2 separate regions of the Gossypium hirsutum genome follow, and region 2 is linked to region 1. The links are chromatin contacts, called in public Hi-C maps. All regions are on one chromosome and are shown on one strand. Each heading gives the region's core, a stretch centred on a gene start, on an enhancer-like site or on the middle of the called end of the contact. The rest is flanking DNA. Distances are from core to core; before and after follow the strand shown. Region 1 has its middle 11 kb from the start of LOC107946529. Region 2 has its middle 9.4 kb from the start of LOC121224229.

Region 1 (6,421 bases), core at 2,215-4,714:
ATTTAATGCATTTTGATTTATCTTTTTATAGTATTTATTTTGAATGTTGATATTTGTGTTTGCATGATGTGTGTTTGATATTTTTGCCCGAATATGTATTATATTATTTATTTGTATTTATTGGTTATCGATGATTATTTGTATACTTTAGCCTATTGTTTTGCGTTATATGTTAACATCCCATTGCATTTTTTTTAATATTCGGTTTCACTAAAACCCCAAAATCATTTTTATTTCATAATTTTAAAAAAAGGGCATAGCGTTTATAATTCTCGAGAGAATTGTGCCCTAACTTACTGGGTTCCAATTTGTCTCGATGAATTAGATAGCCATGTGTTTCTTTTATTAAAACACAAATAAAAAGCTCATTCTCGAGAATTCAATATGTTGTGTGTCCTAACGTATTGGATATGACATGTTATTTTCTCGAGACGAGAATTCTTCTAAATAAAAAAGGCAATATTCGATATTTAGGAATTTTGTGAAATTGAACCCTAACTTACTGGGTTTTGATTTTTCATTTGACCCAAATAATCAGATATCCTTCTCAAAATGCATAGGTTTTAAAGGTCGAAAGATGAACTTAATTTTGAGGATTTGAAATATTGCGCTCTAACTTATTGAAGTGTGACAATCTATTTCCTTGAAATAAATGAGTTTCATCCTCCGATTCGTTTCATTCAAATTTTTTATTTAAAAGGATTGTATTTTTAAAATCTTTTCAAAATTTCCACTCTAAGACATTAAACAATCAATTCGGTACCAATTTTGGGCGTCACGAGGGTGCTAACCCTTCCTCGTGCGTAACCGACTCCCGAACCTGTTTTCTCAAAATTCACAGACCTAAAATCATTTTTTTGGTGAACCAGTCACACCTCGATAAAGGATTGGTGGCGACTCAAATTTTCATTTTTTTGGTCGACAACTAAATTTTTGCTTTCAAAAAATGGTTTCGACACTATGGGTTCGGGTTCTCCGAGAAAAATACAGGATGATGAAGAAGGTACCCAAAAAGATAGCGTAAGGAAACTGTTTAGCTGTCTGGAGAGCCATTGTTAAGGTATGGCCTTTATTGCACGAAAACTTGGTTTGGTTAGTGAGAACTGGGAACTCTATACATTGTTGGAAGGACCCTTGGATACCTAATTTAGGTCTTTTGATTAACTATGTACCTACTCATAATAACCTCATATTGGATAATTTGTTGCATGACATGGTAACTAGAGATATGGCTTGGAATCTGGACTTGTTTAGAATATGGTTGTCAGAGGATATTATTACAAGAATTGTTGGTATTCCCCCCTCCGTAGTCCTTTGTAGGGGAATATAGAATAATTGGATTGGCACTTCCATTGGGGCTTTTTAAGTGAAAAACGTGTATAGATCACTTCGAGAGAGTTCTTGGCATACTAAAAATAGATGGTGGAAGGTTATTTGGAAGTTTTCAGGACCTCAATGTATTTAACTATTTTTATTGTTACTCTCCAAACAACACCTTCTAACAAATATGGAACGATTAAGGAGGGGTATCGTTCAACATGGCTCGTGTTTGTTGTGTTGGCATGGCGATGAAGACTGAATTCATGTCCTTAAGGATTGTCCGGCAACTAGCGAAGTGTGGTGTCATCTCGTACCAGTGGAACTACGAAGCATTTCTTTTTGCAGGGGATCTAATGGAGTGGATGGAGATGAATTTATTTTGCTTGATCTAGTTACCAGATGTGTGTAGTTTTTGGGCAAGTCTTTTTGGTATAATCGCTTAGTGCATATGGAAGAATAAAAACCTTTTTATCTTGCAAGGAAAAACTTAGAACTCCATTGAAACTATTAAGTCTTCTGTGAGTCGGGGAAAACAATATTTCTTAGCTCACACAGGTAATTCGACAGAACATATTGAAATTGCTTATGATTTTTCCATGATAAGTAACTGGATTCAACTATACATTGATGAAATTGTTAAGATGAGTGTGGGGGTCGATTCTTGGATTTAATTGATATTTGGGGGTTTGTTCCGCTTTTTATGCTGAACTATAGGACATTCTAGATAGTTTGGCCCTCACCTAAGGGAAGGAATATCACAAGGTTGTGATCCACACAGACAATCTAGAAGTAGTCAAAGTCATTCAAGATATTCATTTGGCAGTTTCTTCTTGAGCTTTGTTACGAAGGATACATATAAGATTACAAGATATACAACATTAGAGATAAGGCACATTCCCAGGGAGAGGAACTAAGTCGCAGATTGTATGGCAAAGATGGCCACGACAAGAAGTACAAATATGCAAGTGTTTGAAGACATTCTTGAAGATCTACCACTTGTTCTTGAAATTGATAGAATTGTCAATTTTCGATCATGTTTGTTTAATACAGTCAGAATGTTTTCCATACAAAAAATATTTCTTTTGAATTTATTTAATAATGAATATAGGTGAAGTGGTAATAAACTTTTATTATAATACTATTAAACACATGTTCGATTCTTGAATTTGTAATTTGTAAATCTTTTGTTTAAAAATGATATAAAAGTATGGAAAGACAAATGTGTCATCATAATAATATTAATTATAATTTAAAAGAATAGGTATTTCTTTAATTTCATGAATGAGTTGGCTTAGTAAAGTGCTTATGTTATATTTCTTCAATTTCATTAATGAGTTGATGACCCAATTAAAGATGGCATAATATATTTTTGGTAAATTATTTTAAGTCGTATTTAATCAATTTATGACTAGCAACAACAGTAACTAAACAATTTTCTATCACACTTGTGAATATGTGGTACCTAGTAATAGGAATAATAAAGAAATAAAAAAGTTGAATGATTCAACTTTGGAAAGAAAAGCCCACGTCCAAAGTGTATTAAACTCCTTTACAATATATATCTAATAAATAAATATAAAACTCCTTTGAATAATAAAAATCATAAATGAAGCTAAACACCTCCGTCTCAAAGAATATAAAATTTATGGTTCTAAATAAAAATTCATGTACATTATTTTATTAAAAATATATAAAATTGAAATAAGGTATGAAAAGATGAATACCTTTTATATCTGTTATTTTTTATTATATTTATGTACATATACCAATTATGAAATTTATCTAAAAAAAGATCTCATTGTTAAAAATGATACTAAAACAGTTTGGATAATTTATATATGAAGTTCTAAAATTGTAGTTAGTTAAACTTGTAAAACTAAGGATAAAGTTGATTTATATTACCAACCTCATGTTAAATAAATGGATGGGGTTTCTCATTTTAACGAGGCTTTGGGTTTGGACCAAATGAGATGGCATGCTTTGCTTCACACGCCCTTCCAGTCTTATTTTATGGTTTTTAAATATTATTTGATAAATTTTCCAAGTCAATAAAATCCTTCAAATCCTACTCCTAAGAAATCTATTGCATGTGGTTTTCCAAGAAAACAGACCGGCCTGCTTAACAAAGCCCAAAGTCATCCATGTCGCCTCATCACCTTTCCTCCACATTCTCAGATATTAAAAGTGACTTTAGTGGGCATAGCAACACAATTAAGCCAGCTGATCAACAAAACATACGATACTGCCATTAAAGCCACCAATGCCATCAAAATATTCATCCCAAATCTATACAAATTATTCAGCCTCTAACTAATGGAATGGAAGGTCACCAAGAAAGGGCAAATGGCTGCTAAAGCTGACAAATCGAAATTAGATTGGATTAAATAAATAGAGTGGCATCATGGTTAGGTATTTGAGATTCAAAGTTCATTGGTGAGTAGGGTTACCAGGTCCTTTTCCAATCTACGCATCTAAACCACCAGCTTTACTTACTTTAGAATCTGAGAATTTTTGTGTGATTCAAATCTTGATTCGAGCATTTTGTCATAGTAAACTCAATGACTTGACTATGATGTAATAGGGTTTTGCCTGTGATCCTCGAGGAGTGGGGATCTCATACACCTGTGGTTGAGGGTTTTAGAACATCTTGTGTAGAATATTTGAGAGACAAATATTGTTATTTATAGAAGGCCAGATATTGGTTTTCAGTGGACAAATTTTACCATTCACAATATTTAACTTGACGAGATCCTCGCACACAAATAAAAACTCAACAACTTTATATATTTTTACTCTTTAAATAGTTATAGAATAATTATTAAATCGTTGGTAAAGAGTAAAAATATATATATATTTGAGTTTTTGATGTGTATAGAATAATTATATGTTAGAATGTTAATATTTTTCTAATTTCACAAATCAACTTAAAATATTGTCATTTATCTCATTTCTTTTATGTATTTAAACCTTACATTCACTTTTCAACTTTAATATCAAATATTTTCTCGAGTAAAAATGTTAACCTTCTCTACCACTCGTGGAAAAGTCAAACCCAAAACTGAAAAAGGACTGCAATTTCCAATCCAATTTATTGCTTGTAATCCATGAAGTAAAAACTTAAAATTTCACATTACTTAAAAAGGGAAATTTTACTCAACACATGTCAAGTTTCATGGAAAATTAAGCAACCATCTCTTTCCTGTTTTTACCTTAACAATTTATCCACTTCACTATATGATAGGTGTGTTAGAAAATATGATTTATATTAATAAATACCTTTATTTAATTTTAATTTAAGAAAAAGTGTAGATGTATGTAGAAGAGAATCTCATGTTCATGTTTTATTATAGGTAGGTTTGCTTCAATTTTATATTAGATTTCTCCAATTTATGTTTCATTAATTTAATAATTTTTTTAGAGCATCACAAATTTATTTTATACTTATAAAGTTATAATAAAATAAGTATCAACAGTAAATAAACAAATCGATTTTGGATTCAAAATCTGACCCATGATTCTAGCTATAATGGGTAAATGAGGATTTATATTAGATTGATTTTTGTCTATATCATTATATATGGAGTCAAATTAATTCTAAGTATTGGAGAATTAAAAATGTACCCAGGATAATTTTAGCTATGTAGATAAAATAATACTCTTTAATTTATTTCAACGTATAATATTCAAAAGGGTAAATTACGCCATTAATCACTAAACTATGAGTAAATTTTTGTTTTGGTCACTTAATTAAAAAAATTACAATTTGGTCATTGAATTATTCAAAAGTTTTCATTTAAGTTACTGAACTATTCAAAAGTTTGTATTTAAATCATTGGGTTTTTTTTTAAACGTCCCACCATTGATCTTGAACTCCAAGCGACTGTTTAGCGATTGGTATGATGGATCTAATGGTCAATGCTGGAGACCAAAGAAAAAAGTTTTTTGAATTTTAATTCGTACATCCAAGACATCCAAAGTTATTTTGTGAAAGAAATTGTACTATAGAAGAGAAGGGGGAACAGAAAATCATACAGTATCGATTGTAACAGCTCAAACTTTTGAATAATTTAATGATTAAATTTAATTATTTTAGTTAAGTAACCAAAACAAAAGCTTTCATATAATTTAGTGACTAATGGTATAGTTTATAGAAAATAAAATGAGAAGCGTTGGGAAGGAAGAGAATGACGTTGTATTTGTTTCATTTCTGCAAGCATTCAAAGACACGTCCCTTGTAACTTCATTATTTTTTCCCTCATTTTCTTCATGAACCTTACTTTTCCGATAGGTGTGGTTAGATTTAATAACTTTGAATGGAAATAAATATTTAGGAGATGATTATAGTGAAGGGCAATTTCATTTATTTCAAAATAAACATGTATTATTCGAAAGTAAATAAGAGTAATTGTAATCTTTATATTAATTTTAAATAACAAATAAATAAAGCTGAATATAACATTAACTATGTACATAGATGTTAAATGAAGAATTTACATTGTTGGTTAGTATCAAAGTTTAAGTTTTATTATGTGCGTTTTCGATGTGTGGATCTCCAAATCCAATATATATGTTTTTCATCGATGAATTTTGTTCGATTCTTTCTAATTTTTTATCCACCATGCTTTGTTTTAGTTTAATTCTATTTTATGATCGATCATATTTTATTTGTAATTGTAATGATTTGTAATAGTAAAAAGTTATAAAAAAAACTATTTATTTATAGAAGTAGGCATGATAAATATTTGTAAATACTGTCGATCTCAATTGGCATTATTGTTGTTGGAACAACGAAAATGTATGAGTTTAAGCATTGTTAAATCGGTATTGCCTTCTTTGAAAGGTTATAGACGGTAAGAATTTATAAAAAAACTTGATTCATTTCTAAAAATAAAAAATATATGATAACAAAAAAACTAATATTCTCAATAGTATTTTTTTTTTAGAAATTCATTTTGATGACAAATATTATGATTTTTAAATTGAATGAGAAGTATATTATATGATGCAAAATAAGAGAAATAAAAAATATTTCCTCAAGACCTAATACAATTGAATTGACTATCAGCTGATATGTGGTTTCGAGATATTTCTTTCTTTTTAA
Region 2 (6,421 bases), core at 2,785-5,284, 58 kb after region 1:
AGTTGAAGGACCAATAGTGTAAATATTTTAAGGGTGGAATAATCTAGAAACTAAGGAAAATGGATGAATTAAGACCAAATTGAAAAGGTGAATAATTTTGAGGGACTAAATTGCAATTTTACCAAATTAAGTGATGACTCAAGGATGGAATTTCAAAAGGTTATGAAGGGCAAAATGGTAAATTAGAATGAGAGAGAATTCTAGAAGGTAATGATGATGTTGGTGATATTTTAATTAATTAATTAGATAAATGTTATTTAATTATTATTTTATTAAGATTTTTAGTATTATTTTATTAATAAATGATTAATATAAAAGGAAGGAAAGATGATGAGAAATCATCTCTTCTCCATGAAACTAACGTGAGAAGAGAGGAAAAGAAAGAATTTTCTTTCTTTACAGTTTGGTCCTCCCACCAAAATTCACCATTTTCACTTAGAAATCAAAGAAATTTTCATAGCCACCAAGAGAGAAAATTGATAAGGAGACTAGGGGAGCTAGAATATCAAGTTAGATTCAAGAAATAGAAGCTGGAGGAGGGAGAAAATCAAGTTAAAGATTGAAATCAATGGCATAAGGTAAGAACATCAAGATTTTTATATACTTTTGAGTTTGATATTATTGAAAAAGTAGGAAATTAATGTTAAGGTAGAGTTTCATTATATAAGTTTCTATATTCTTGTTATGATAAAAAAGGGAAATAAGAGAAAGTGATGGAAAATGTTGAAGAGAAAGGAAAGGAAAGTGTTATAAATTTAGTTATCAACATTTTACACTAAAACAGTTTCGAGACAACAGCAGTAGTCTGACTTTGAAAATCTACCAAAAATCGTATAAATTGAATTAGAGGATGAAAAAAATATGAAATTAAATCTTATTGGGTCTAGTTTCTCATAGAAGAAACATTGTAAGCAATGGAATTGTAAATTATGAGATATAGTAGGTTTTGTGAGATAAGGTCAGAATGATTTTGGGTTCCCCTGTACTGACTTTGGAAAATCATCAAAAATTTGAGAAAAATAATTAGAGGCTTAAATTTATATTTTTAAATCCTTAATGAGTCTATTTTCAATAGAAACAAACGGAAACATCATTATAATTCTGTACGAGGAGATAATTAATTTTTAGTGAAGAAGGGTCGGAACTGTTAGACAGCAGAATAATGATGAATTTAAAGAATAAACTGTACTTATTGGCTAAACCAAAAATTCTGAAAATTTTTTGGTAAGAACATATGTGAGTCTAGTTTCAGATAAAATTTACAGATCTTAATTTGGAGTTCTGTATCTCAAGATATAAATAATTTAGTGACTTCGACTCAAGTTGACAGCTTTGAATGAATATATATAAGCAAATGGTGAAATTATAGATAATGTTACCTATAAGCATGTTATGTACATTAAGGATGTGGAATGGAGAGGAGGAGGAGGAAAATATATGATTATTCAACTAGCATGAGTTTTCATTAAAAATGACCAATTTATATGTTTCAGGGACTAAATTGAACAAATGTGAAATTTTAAGGGTAAATTTGTAAAAATATCAAAAAGTGACCAAATTGTATGAAATGAATTGTTTTATTATTTAAATTAGTAAATTAAATGGAATATTAATTTAGATCAAGATTGGGTGGAAATTCGAGAAAAATAGAAAATTTCCAAAATGTCCCTGAATTTTGGTATTTCTGCAATTTAGCCAGGTAAGTTTGTATGAACTACATTTTGTTTAATTTCAATTAAGTGAATGCTATTTGGTAACGAATATTATATATATGTGTGTTTTATATTGGAACCGAATTATTATTGGTAATATGTATAATTATTAGATGCTTTGAAATGATTATCGGAAGCTTGTTGGATGATTTGATTATGGTTATAATGGCGTGTATAAGTTAAATTGGTTAACGTTAGGTCACTAATGTTTTGATTTTGATTGGTTATAAATATGAATGTTAGATAAAAAAATGAAATGTCTGAAAATTAATTAGCAAACTCCGGTAATGCCTCGTCCCCTATTTCGGTGTCGAATACGGGTAAGGGGTGTTACAAATAGAATAATAATGAATTGAATGAATTGTGTACAATGCAAAGGCCTATATATAGGCTAGCTAAATAAATCTAAATAAAACTCTTAAGTATACTAGAACTCTAATTTAACCTAAACAAGAAGTAATTTTAAACTAAATTTTCTTGTTAACATAAAACTCCTAAATAACTTAAAATACTTAATAATTATCAAAAATTCAGAATAAAATAATAAGATCTGACAAATATAATATTGGGCTCATATATAATAAAAATTAAGTCTAAAACCCGAACCCAATATGATTTAAACTCGAATTAAAAGCCCAAAATTCGTAATTCCCGTAATAATCCCATTCAGAAATTCTGCTTGCGCAGTCTTCATTAAAACGGTCATAACTTGAGCTCCCGAACTCAAAATCGAGTGATTCAAAATGCGTTTCAAAGCTAAGAGATAGATCTTCAAATGACATGAGACATATCAACCCAAATATGCCAGAATCCTTCCAAAAAGTCGTCACAAGTCTACTGATTTCCCAAGCCTGAATATTGGCAGTTTTGATGGTTGGAATCTAATAAATTTCACCCCATTTGTGCATGTATCAACATCTGTCACCGAGATTCCGAGCGATGTCCCTCACGTTCAAATCTGGTCCGATGCATTTGTAACGGGTCCTTCAAACGATATTTGTACACGGGTTAGGGTTTGTTTTTTAAGATTTATCAAGATTCAACGATATTAATGAAAGATTCGTCAAGAATTGCGAAAGATCGACTAATTGATTTGAAAGATCAATATCGGATAGAAATGCTATGAAATTTGGGTCCTACACTTAAGATCGAGATGCATTTAACGAACTTGATGGAATTACATAGGCTATTAACGATAAATTCAACAATCTATAGAGAATCAATTTATTAGGGATTGATTTGATATCGAAAGCAAAAATAATTATTAACAATTAGGATAAAAAATGGTGTAAATAAAATGGAAAGAAAACAAATAGAGAATAAATAGAAAAATGGAAGGCAAATTCTATCAAGATTTCTAAAGGGGCAAATTGAAATTCTAATTAGGAAAAGAAGATAAAAAGATGGTAGAATTCTAATTCTATTGGGATTTTGAGGAAGGGTAAGTTATGAATCCTAATTAGGAAAGAATTGGGCCAATTCCTAGGGGCTTCACCTACAATTTTCCTAAGTTTTTGCCGAAATTTGAAATTAAAATTAAAAGGGAGGAGGAAGCGGCTCAAACCTTGGTCATTTAAGGGGGGCCTTAACCATTAGGGTATTTCCCATTTCTTATTAAATTTTGACACTTAATTATATAGATATATTTTGGAGTGTCTTTGGCAAAATTATGAAATTAAAAAAAAAAAAAAAGATTCAAACCTAGGTCAATTGGGAACCAATTGGGCTACTACCATTATTGTTGAACTTTTACTCTATTTAATATATATTCTAATGTGATTTTCATCTTAAGTTGCTGAATATTTAAGCTACTTAACCATGAAGCCTGAGGCCTATCATTTTATTACAACTAATTGTATTCATCTTCTTTATTTTACAAAAAAAAAAAATTTTGCGCGGTCAAACCCTTCAACCTAAAATTATAACCATTTGTATAGTAGAGAATTAATCCTCTTTCCAAGAGCTAATTTTTCTTTTTCATTTTACTGTCCCAAAAATCAATCCTCTTTCTCTCTTAGAATTTAATCCCCCCCCCCCAAAAAAAGGTTTTAACATATCCCATTAAATGCTTCAATGGTTCCATTTTTTCACTGTTTAAGAGCTATTTTGATCTCCTTTAAAATTGGTTTTTATTCAAAAATCGAAAAAAAATGGTTGGTCCTAAACTCTTGGAATTAGAAGAATTCGTATACCCTGTATACTTTTTTTAAGGGTGTACTTACAATATACCCTTTTTTGAAAGCAATTACTTACAATATACTTAAATGAATAGCAACGTTACCCAATGGAATTTTGGGCTAAAAGATCCAAAATAGAAGAAACAAAAATGGCCCCGTGCAATTGTGGACTGAACTTAGGACTACTAATGGTGGCCCGAATCTGCTTCTGATCAACGCTGGCCAACCATTTTTCCCTACTTTTTCCTCACTTCTTTTCATATACAATGTTTTTAGAACCGGATTAGTGGTCGAACCATTTAGATCATCAATTTTTTATTTGACCGATTCAATCAGTTTAATCAATTTACTGTTTAATAATATAAAATAATAAATTATTTAAAAAAAAGCACTTTAGTAAAAAAACACTAACTTAAAATATAACTTGGACCAATCTTTTAATTTATAAATTACTGTTAAGGACCAATATGGTTAGGCCCATGGCCGAAAACAAAGCCTACTTCCTTCCACTTGTTCTCTTTTTTTATTTTCCCTAATTTCCTTGCCGCCTAAACTTTTCATCTCTCATTTTTCTTCAGATTTTATTTTTTGGTTTCGTCTTTTCATCTCTAACTTTTATCTTGGGTACTCTTGATTGGCTCTTGAAGGCGGAGGAAGGTTGTTACGGATTGAAATGGTGGCTGACCAGTAGCAACAAGAAAGCAGTTGACGGCAGTGTTACCCTTAAAACAATATTTTCAAAATCGGATCGATGGTCCAACCGATCATATCATCAGTTCTCGGTTTGACCAGTCCAATTGATCCGATTACCAATTCAACCGATTTGTTGTTTAATAATCTGTACTATTAATGAAATCCCTAATTGAGTTGATGTCGTCACAAGTCCAACTTAATTAGGAAATTACAAAAAATGACCCTCCATATTTAAAACAAGTTATGTTATTTGAGGATATTTTAATTTTGGGTAAATTACACCCATGATCACTTTTGTTTACCTTAGGTTACATTTCAGACACTTATGTTTGAAATGTTACATTTTAGTACTTATGTTATCGTGTTGTAACATTTTAGTCACTAAGCCGTTAATTGTCGTTAATGGTGTAATGGTAAGCTGACGTGGCACGTTAAATCATCATTTCAAACAAAAACTTTAGGTTAAATTATACATTGGTCCCCATAATTTTTCGTTTTGAGCAATTTAATTCTTTTATGTTCTTTTAACTTTCTTTCTCTTTTTTTTTCATTCTCTTCTACTTCTCCCTCTGTTTTTCTACCTTCTTTATTTCTTTTAACATACCAGGAAGTCGAATTGGTAGTGAAAAAAGAAGCATGGTATGGGTTTATGGGTTTTGGTTATAGGCAAATGATGACAGTCGACTTCCTACTTTTTTCATTGCCAATTCGACTTCCTAATATGTTAAAAGAAATGGAAAAGGTAAGAAAACAGAGGGAGAAACAAAAGAGAATGGAAAAAAAGAGGAAAGTTTAAAGAACATAAAAGAAAAAAAATTAAATTACTTAAAACGAAAAAATATGGGGATCAATTGTATAATTTAACCTAAAATTTTGTTTGAAATGATGATTTAACGTGCCACGTCAGCTTACCGTTACACCATTAACAACGATTAATGGCTCAGTGACTAAAATGTTACAACATGATAACGTAAATGACTAAAACGTAACCTAAGGTAAACAAAAGTGACCATGGGTGTAGTTTACCCTTTAATTTTTTACTTGAAAAAGAAATATTTTTTAGACAAGTGTTTTAGTATTATTTAAAAATATGCCAAAAAATTATGGTTATATATATAGTATAGACAAATTTTGGTTTGTTTTACAAATGCATCCCTATTCATCGCTTTTAATTAAATTCATGTAAAAATAATGTTTTTTTATAAAATTACATATTCAGTCCATTAATACTAAAAGTAATTCATAAGTTCATGATTTTTTTAGTATTTATTTTTAATTAGTACTATTTATTAATTATTGTCAACTTTATTTAAAATATTTCTAATTTTATTTTTACACAAACAATTTTATAAAACTAACTTTCTGTAATAATCTGTATACAATTTTTTAATATATTTTAATTTATTTATTATAATTTAAAATAGACATAGCTATTTATCTAATATATTTTAATTTATAAATACAATTAATCCCTGCATAGCATCGGTATACAAACTAGTAAATGTATATTTTTTACTTGACGAAAATTTGCTATTAATCTTTGTACTCTAAGTTTTGGTCATTTTTAGATTATGTACTTTTCAAGTTTTAAAATTTTAGTTCTAACACAAATGATAGATGTTAAATCCAATAAATTAAATCGTGTTATTTTCAAAATTTTATGTAGCACACATAATACCACATGTTTAATGACATATTTGACCTAATGGGTTTAATTGCTCGTGTTTAGGTCAAATCAAAAATTTTAAAATTTGAAAAGTATAAAAATACTAAAACTAATTAAATTAGAACATAAGAATTAAGCCCGTAACTTACATATAGTACATGAACTAGTAATAA

What was found. Hi-C and Micro-C count contacts between places; a contact is called where the count stands out from the background.
Region 2: a contact with region 1 is called in a Hi-C map of leaf, with 4 times the contacts expected there. The contact joins two enhancer-like sites. A contact is called at or near these places in 5 of 34 Hi-C or Micro-C datasets (cotyledon, hypocotyl, leaf and 1 more).

Annotation. Positions count from the first base shown.
Region 1 is chrD12:52,986,102-52,992,522 of Gossypium_hirsutum_v2.1, forward strand. No RefSeq gene overlaps it. Among protein-coding and RNA genes, the nearest start is that of LOC107946529, 11 kb to the right of the region's middle. Within about 2 kb of position 3,465, at least 3 of the 9 cell types and tissues checked have an H3K27ac peak or open chromatin away from gene starts, as enhancers often do. A contact at or near this core is called in leaf, where this site is marked.
Region 2 is chrD12:53,044,022-53,050,442 of Gossypium_hirsutum_v2.1, forward strand. No RefSeq gene overlaps it. Among protein-coding and RNA genes, the nearest start is that of LOC121224229, 9.4 kb to the right of the region's middle. Within about 2 kb of position 4,035, at least 2 of the 9 cell types and tissues checked have an H3K27ac peak or open chromatin away from gene starts, as enhancers often do. A contact at or near this core is called in leaf, where this site is marked.